2 separate regions of the Sus scrofa genome follow, and region 1 is linked to region 2. The links are chromatin contacts, called in public Hi-C maps. All regions are on one chromosome and are shown on one strand. The core of a region is the stretch at or near the end of the contact, and the rest is flanking DNA. Distances in the headings are between cores, read along the strand shown.

Region 1 (4,388 bases), core at 1,477-3,976, 76 kb before region 2:
ATACCAAAAAAAAAAAAAAAAAAAAGAAAGAAAAAGCCATCAAAAAACGGGCAGAAGATCTAAACAGACAATTTTCCAAAGAAGACTTAGAGATGGCCAAAAATCACATGAAAAGATGTTCAACATCACTATTAGAGAAAGGCAAATCAAAACTACTATGGGGGGGAGTGGTTTCTCAGGGCTACCTGAGATGCTGTCTCTTGGGCTTAAGTCCTAATTTTGTCTCAAATAAAATTTAATTCTCAACTTTCAAAAACAAACAAACAAAAAAACCTGCTATGAGGGAGTTCCCGTCGTGGCTCAGTGGTTAACAAATCCAACTAGGAACCATGAGGTTTCGGGTTCAATCCCTTACCTTGCTCAGTGGGTTAAGGATCCAGCATTGCCGTGAGCTGTGGTGTAGGTCGCAGACACAGCTCAGATCTGGCATAGCTGTAGCTGTGGTGTAGGCTGGCAGCTACAGCTCCGATTAGACCCCTAGCCTGGGAACCCCCATATGCTGCGGGAGCGGCCCTAGAAAAGGCAAAAAGACAAAAAACCAAAAAACAAAAAAAAACCCACACTATGAGGGGAGTTCCTATCGTGGCTCAGCGGAAACAAATCTGACTAGTATCCATGAGAACACAGGTTCGATCCCTGGCCTTGCTCAGTGGGTTAAGGATCCAGCGTTGCCGTGAGCTATGGTGTAAGTGGAAGACACGGCTCAGATCTGGCATTGCTGTGGCTTTGGCGTAGGCCAGTGGCTACAGCTCTGATCCAGCCCCTCGCCAGGGAACTTCCATATGCCATGAGAACGGCCCTAAAAAGCAACAACAACAAAAAGGCTACAAACAATAAATGCTGGAGAGGGTGCGGAGCAAAGGGAAAAGAGAACCCTTTTAGTCTGTTGGTGGGTGTGTAAAGTGGTGCAACCACTATGGAAAATAGCATGGAGAGTCCTCAAAAAACTAACAATAGAATTACCATATGATCAAGCAATCCCACATCAGAGAAAACCATGATTTAAAAAGATACATGTACCCCAATGTACACTGCAGCACTATATACAACAGCCAAGACACAGAAGCAACCTAAATGTCCATCCCTCTGTTGATGGAGTGGATAAAGAAGATGTGGTACATATACCCAATGGAATATTACTCAGCCATAGAAACGAATGGAATGACGGCATTTGCAGCAACATGCATGGACCTGGAAATTATCATGTTAAGTGAAGGTAGTCAGACAGTGAGACACAAACATCATAGCTATCACTTATAGGTGGAATCTAAAAAAGGATATTATGAACTTATTTGCAGAACAGAAACTGACTCAGACTTTGAAAGACTTACGGGGACCAGAGGAGACAGGTTGGGGGGGGGGGATACGCTGGGGGTTTGGGATGGCAATGTAAAATTAGGCTGTGACAGATTCTTTATAAGCCTAGCACCTCCTCACAGTCAGGGCTGGTGCCATCTTGAGCTCAGCCACCCTCTGACGCCTTAATAAACGCTTTTGCTTTACAAATAAATAAATAAAATTAGGCTGTAATTATGGTTGCACAACTATAAATACAATGAAATTCATTGAATAAAAATAAAGCAGGTCTGCTATCTTCTCTTGCTGTTCTTGGTTTTTGCTGAAGCTTCAGATCTGTCATTAATATCAGTCACTGTGTCACTTCTGATTTGGCTAAACTGTGGAAGGAGCCTGGCTGGAGCAGTGGTTAACGGCACAGGCTTTGTAAAATCAGACTTGGGGCACTGCCCTTTATGAGCTGTGTGACTTTCAGCAATTTACACCACCTTTCACTTCTCTGAGTGTGTTTCCTCATCCATAAATTAGGGATGACAACCAACCACAGGAATATAAGTATTATGTCTTAGTTGTCCTTAAATTTCTGAAAATTTACAGAAAGTTATTGGCCAAGGTGCAACATGAGTGGTTATTAACATAACTTCCAAAATATGCTGTTTGAAGGAAGGGAAAACAGTAAAAAGTGAGCTGTTAAGCCCCAGGTCAGGAGATCAGTGACATCGAAAATGAGCCTTAATCAGTGATGTCAAGGAATTTCCAGCTCGGACAAAGGTAAACCCTGACCCAGGGCCCCAAATCAGTTAATGCCTCCCAGCTCCGCCTTCACCACGCCCACACTTAGCCCCACCCCACACCCACCCAAGACCCGCCCACACACTTAGCCCCGCCCGCAGCCCGACTCCCGCTCCCGCTCCGACCCCCGCCCGCGGCCGGCGCTCACCTGGATCTCATGACAGGCGGAGGCCGCCCGCCGACCCTCCGCTTGCTTCTCCTCAATGAGGCCCAGCCCCAGCCCGAAGGCCAGAAAGACAGCCCGGCCGCAAGGGCCCGCGCCGCCCCGGGCCCGCACTACGAACTGTCGCTGGAGCCGCGCCGCCAGCCCGGCCACTGACTGGCGGAAGAAGCGGTAGCGGCCGGGGAGCCCGAGCGCGAGCCTGCGCGGCTCCGCTCCGGGTCCCGCGGCAGGGCCAGGGCGCTCTCCGCGGCCCCAGCCCGCCGCTGGGCCCGGGCGTTCGGGCCGCCCCCAGGCATAGGTCGGGCCAGGCTTGGCTGTGAAGCGCAGCAGCAGCGCTCGGCCTAGCTGCAGGCCCCGGCCCAGAGCCTGTCGCACCACCATGGTGCCGCGGCTGGGTCTCCTCCGAGCCGCAGGAGGCCGGGACGCCTGTCACAACAACAAACTTCGGGTCGGCGCCTTTGCGCAGGCGCGGGCGCCAATGGGCGGGGCCGCCTCTCTGGCTGTTTCTCCGCTGTGCGCGCACGAGGGCGCTGTTCGCGCATCTGCGCGGCGGGTAGTTTCTTGCTCTTGCACCCAGGATCTAAAGATTGCATTGTCAGGGAGATCCTGTCAACATCCTTGGTTCTGGGCAAAATCGAGAAATTGAGAAGAGAAATGAATAATTATTACCCCTTACCGACGGTGCCAGAATCTACGTTTGTTAATTTTCCTACCAATGAGATAGGAAGGTCGTTTTTATAGATAAGAAAACTGAGGAAAAAGAAAAAAACAGGGCAGTGACAGTCCAAGGTCATATGCAGTATCAGAGCTGAGGTTAAAGTTTGCATTGCCCTGATTGCTGAGTCCTTGCCCCTGATGCCCTTCCACTCGTCTCAACAAGCCCACAGGCCCCGGAGAGAAATCTCACCCTTAGGCCACTTTTTTCAGATTAGTGAACAGAGTCCCTGAGATGTGGATCAACTCACAAAGTCACACAGCATGTTGGTGGTAGAGCCTTGTTACCCAAAGCTGCTGTTGGAATGGCTGATAAGGAATTTGTACTGAGTGATTTTTCTTTCTTTCTCTTGCCTTTTTTAAAAAGAGAATTTACAAATACAATAATGGAAAACTATAGTGAACCCCATGTACCCAATTATCCAGTTTCAACAATTATCAACAAATAGTCATTATTTAGTCACCTGTGCATATCTTCCTACTTTCCATTCTCCCATCTTTAAAGCAAATCCCATATATCATATCATTTCATTTATAAATACTTAAATATCTATTGAGAGAGAACTATTTTTTTACAAAACATAAATGATATTGTCACCTCTAAAAATATTACCATTAACTTCACAATATCATTTACTATCCAATCAATATTCAGATTTCCCTGTTGTTTTATTTTACAGTTGTTCAAATTGGGATCCAGACAAGATCTACATGATTTATTTGGTCAGTGGGTTATTCTTTAACAAGGAACCAAGCCTTCCCCAGGCTAAGGAGGTATATTTTGTGGTGCTGCCATTTAAAAAAACGTTCCTGTAATCATGAGTACCTCCAATCTCCTTACCCTTAAGGCTGGTTGTGGGTAAGAGGCCCTGGAAGAGATGTTAAAATGTTTTTGAAGGTATGGCCATGTGTCACAGATGACCTTCAGGGCAAGGGGACCTTCGTCTAGCCTGAGACCCACCTCAGCATTTCTTGAATAGAAAGACACAGTCTAACCTATTTATTTCAGGACTCATTTGCGACCTTTAGCACAGCCCTGTTTCTGGGCTGTAAAGTTGTAAGAAAGAATGAGAGTAAATAGGAATAAAAACAAGGCAACTGCAGAAAGATCCACTTTGAATTGGTGAAATTTTTTTTTTTTTTGGTCTTTTTGTCTTTTCTAGGGCTGCACCCGAACCACATGGAGGTTCCCAGGATCAGGGTCTAATCTAAGCTGTAGCTGCTGGTCTACGCCACTGCCAAAGCAACGTGGAATCTGAACCGAGTGTGCGACCTACACCCAGCTCATGGCAGCACCCGATCCTTAATCCACTGAGCAAGGCCAGGGATCGAACCCACAACCTCATGGTTCCTAGTCAGATTCGTTAACCACTGAGCCACGATGGAAACTCCAGTGAGTTTAAACATGTCAAAACCAGTATAG
Region 2 (4,413 bases), core at 1,064-3,563:
GCGCGGGTGGCGCCCGTCCGCGGTGCAGTAGGTGATGCGCGGCAGCAGGTAGGCGTGCGCCGGCCTGCGGCTCCCGGAGCCCCCCGAGCCGCCGCGCTCGCACGGCTGCATGCGGATGCCGTGCGGCCCCAGCGTCAGCTTCATCTTGGTGCCCCCGCCCGGCCCACAGCGCGCCCAGATCTTGCCCACGGCGTCGTCGGTGCAGCCGTCGCCCTTAGCGTGCAGGGTGACGGCGTTGCCTAGGTACCACACGGTGTAGGTCGGGTCCTCCCTGTTGAGCTCCACTTTCTGGCGCCGGCTGCGGAACACGCGGCCCAGTCGTTCCAGCGGCCAGTCGGGCAGCAGGTCCGGGCAGGAGCGCAGGAAGCTGGAGAGCAGCGACGTGTAGGCGAGCCCCGGGCTCAGGCTCTTTGCCTTGCACTTGGCCTCGTCCTCCACCAGCACGAATTTGTTACGTCTCCAGGGCAGCATCGCGGCGGTGGCCGGAGGGGCTGGGGGCGCCGGGAGCTCACCGGCGTGCTGCCCAGCGGCCGGGGGAGGGGAAGGAGCGCAGAAGCCAGCGGCCTCGGGCTTGCGGGAAGCAGGGGACGCTGGAGACAGTCGGTGCCCGGAGATGCCCAGTGCCAGACAAGGCTAGTTAGCTTCGCAGATGCCCGGTGCCCAGCCGGGCTGGCAGCCGAGATGCCCTGGCGGCGGCCGAGCGTCCGGGAACAGCTTCCCCCGCGAGTCGCTCCAGCCGTCCGGGAAGCAAGGAGGGGCAGGGGCTGGGCGGGGTGGAGGCGCCCCTCAGGCCCGACTAGGGGGGATCCCGAGGGTCCCGCCGCCCAGATCGCCGCGGCAGGGAGGTCGCCAGAGCCGGGGCTGGCGGCTGGCTGCTCGGAGGGGTAGACCGAGAGCGCGACTGCGGTGGGAACTCCTTCAGGCGTCGCGGCTCCACCTCCCCGGGCTGCCTACATCACCGGGCGGGACCGCTAGCTCTCTTGTCCCCTCCTCTCGCCCTTCTCTCTCTCCTCCCCCGCGCAGGCTAGCACTGCTTTTCACCCGAGACCCAGCACAGGCGCGGTGGATCGGGTTTAATCGTTATTGTCGGAGGGGAAGGGGTGGAGCGGGAGGTTAACGAGTAGGAACAGCCTGAAATGTACCGGGGGGCTTTGCCAATGCAGACTTCTCAGGTCTCAAGGGTGGTCTCTGAGCATCTCTTGGGGCGTTCGGTATCCCCCTCCTCTCTTTCTAGGATTCCTACTGCCCCTCACCCAAAGCACGTCCCCACCCCCATCTCTGAGAGTGAGTTTGGGTGGGTTCCTGATGGGGCTAGCCTGGCTCGCTTTACCTCCTGTCTGCACAGCAGAAAGCCAGCTGAGGTGGCCGAGCAGTGCAGTGGAAAAGTACTGTCGCTTGGTGAAGCTTTCTCCCAGGTTCTCCCAAGGTCGTGGGCCAGGCGGCTGCGCCTGAGCTGGGAGACCAGTCAAGTCTCCAGCGGCTGGAAGTCCCCCTGGCCTGGACGGAAGCCGGGAGGGTACTCTGTGAGGGTGGGGAACCTTCCAGAGCCATCCTGGGTCTGCGGGAATTGCAGATCAAAAGCTCCTTTGGCCCGAAGGGCAGCCTCTGGACTCTCCCAGGATTAAAGCCATACCACTCCAGTGTGTGAACTCCGGGTCACCACCAACTCTTGGGTTTTGCATTCATTATCTCCTCATCTCAGGACAGCCCAGGCTCAGTTAAGTGACTTGCCCAAGATCTCAGGGCTGATAGAGTTGGAACTAGGGCTCCACTCAGACTTGGGTCACCTACAAGAGGGTCCTCACTCTTCGGTGGGTCTATCGTATTCCTGTTCAGGGCATATGGATCATGGGGCATTTTCCATCCTCCCCTGAGACCCATTAGTGGGGGCTCTTACAAGGGGGGTTCTAGTGTCCTGGGAAAGAGACAGTTGTCCCTGGGTGGGGGGACACTTCCCCCCTTTCAGGGTTTATTAAACCATAAGCTCCCTAGAATCCCAGGACCACTCTGATGGGGGCCCAGGAGGCTCCCACAGAGGCAACCCCCAAACCCTCTTCTTGGCTTCAGAAGAGGTCATCTGGGTAGCCTTCCAGATCAGGAATGAGCCCAGAGGCTTGGGCTAGGCCAGGCCAAACCAGGTGACCTCCCAGAGTGGGGACAGTGGGAAAATGATATGTCCCACAGCCGGGCAACATTCATCCTCGGCCAGCCAACTGGGCTCAGAATCCTTGGGGGGAATAAAAGCAAAACCCCCCACAAAGCTACATTACTGAGTGCTCCTAAAATGATATACATGGGAGTTCCTGTTGTGGCCTAGTGGGTTACAAACCTGACATAGTGTCTGTGAGGATGCGGGTTTGATCCCTGGCCTTGATCAGCGGGTTGTGGATCCAGCATTGCCACAAGCTTCCGCATAGTTCACAGATGTGGCTGGAATCCAATGTTGCTGGGGCTGTGGCCTAGACCGGCAGCTGCAGCTCCTATTCGACCCCTAGCCTGGGAATTTCTTTATGCCACAGGTGCAGCCCTAAAAAGCAAAACAAACAAAAAAAGACATGCAAATACAGAGCAGGACATTACTTAGCATTGCAGGATCTTAGCTTTGGAGGGGGCCTCCATGGCAGCCTCATTACAACATGGAAAGTTCTTTTTTCTTGTTGCTGATTACAAAAGTAACACAATGCTTGTGGTAAAAACAAAAATGAAAAAACACTCAAGAAGGACATGGAAGTCTCCCCACCGTTCCCCACCTCATAGCTATGGCCTCACTTCTCCAGGACAGACCAGGCTCTAGAGGTACAATGATCAGCCCTCTGGACCTCACAGCCTTGGGTCCTCCACCCCACAACCTTCAGGAGGCAGTAGAAGCTGCCAGTCTCAACTTACAAGGCTGAGACCCCGCCAAGCTTTTTTTTTTTTTTGTCTTTTTTGCTATTTCTTGGGCCGCTCCCGAGGCATATGGAGGTTCCCAGGCTAGGGGTCGAATCGGAGCTGCAGCTGCCAGCCTACACCACAGGCACAGCAACGTGGGATCCAAGCCGCGTCTGCAACCTACACCACAGCCCATGGCAACGCCAGATCCTTAACCCACTGAGCAAGGCCAGGGACTGAACCTGCAACCCCATGGTTCCTAGTCGGATTTGTTAACCACTGCGCCACGACAGGAACTCCGACCCCTCCAAGCTTTTTGAAGGCATAGCCTCCTGGGGTTGCTAGAGTTAACATATAATGACACAGGAACTCCAGTTAAATTTGAATTTCAGATCAGCAACCATTTTTTTTTTTTGTGTGTGGTCTAAGTGTATCCTGAGCCTTGCATGCATTTGATCCAGGAACTAAACTCTTGCCTCCCAGAGAACAGGAAGGGATGGAAGCGCTGCAGCAGGGGTGGAATGTTGCTGGCTTGGGAGCCTCCCTAGGCTCACTCACCTAGTCCTGCTTTGGTTCTGTTCCCACTGCTTTTGGAATATCCTCTGTTTCAGAGGGAGGGGCGTTTAGCCAGGACCGTGAGAGATCACATAGTCTCTTTAGTCTTCTGGGCCACAGAGCAGCATTTGACATTTGTTAGCCATTTCCTTACCCTGTGGACAATTCACCTTGGCCTTCTCGGATCCATGGGTTGAGGATCCGGTGTTGCTGTAAGCTTCCGTGTAAATTACAGATGTAGCTCAGATCTGGTGTTGCTGTGATGTGGGTGGCAGCTGCAGCTCTGATTTGACTCCTGACCCAGGAACTTCCAAATGCCCCAGGTACGGCCATAAAAAGAAAAGAAGGAAAAAAAAAAAAAGGAGTTCCTGTTTTGGCTCAGCAGAAACACATCTGACTAGTACCAATGAGAATGTGGGTTTGATCCCTGGCCCCACTCAGTGGGTTAAGGATCCAGCATTGCCGTGAGCTTCAGTTTAGGTTGCAGATGTGGTTCAGATACCACATTGCTGTGGTTCTGGCGTAGGCCGGCAGCTGCCGCCCTGATTCAACCCCTAGCCTGGGAACTTCCATGTACTGCACCTGCCCCCCCACCCCCAAAAAGATACTAACTGTTGTTCAAAGCAGAGACTTGAAGTGTGCTATGATTTCATGATTTCATTTTTCCTTATGAGACACCACTTTTGCTTTCTAGCAGTATTTAATCACCTCATTAAAAACAACCCCCCCCAAAAAACTTGCTTATGTACCTATCACTAATTCATCCTTCAACTGTCCAGCAGTACCATAAAACACCTCTCTACCTGGCTGAACACTCTAGGTGGTCCGTCGACTATCTGAGTTTCTTTCTTTTTTTCTTTTCTTTTTTTTAAGGACCGCACTTGCAGCATAGGGAAGTTCCCAGGCTAGGGGTCGAATAGGAGCTGCAACTGCCGGCCTACACCACAGCCACCGTAACTCGGGATCCCAGCCGCATCTGCGACCTAC

The links. A called contact is a pair of places that touch in the nucleus more often than the background predicts.
Region 1: a contact with region 2 is called in a Hi-C map of skeletal muscle, with 2.1 times the contacts expected there. The contact joins the promoter of PINK1 here to the promoter of FAM43B in region 2. A contact is called at or near these places in 3 of 47 Hi-C or Micro-C datasets (epiblast stem cells, liver and skeletal muscle) and 1 of 2 datasets of contacts at active chromatin or transcription factors (skeletal muscle).

Annotation. Positions count from the first base shown.
Region 1 is chr6:78,861,533-78,865,920 of Sscrofa11.1, reverse strand. PINK1 (serine/threonine-protein kinase PINK1, mitochondrial) reads right to left here and starts at 2,726. Exons shown (of 8, transcript XM_021095478.1): 1 at 2,237-2,726. The coding sequence starts at 2,632.
Region 2 is chr6:78,784,603-78,789,015 of Sscrofa11.1, reverse strand. FAM43B (protein FAM43B) reads right to left here and starts at 2,313. Exons shown (of 1, transcript XM_003356177.4): 1 at 1-2,313. The coding sequence starts at 471.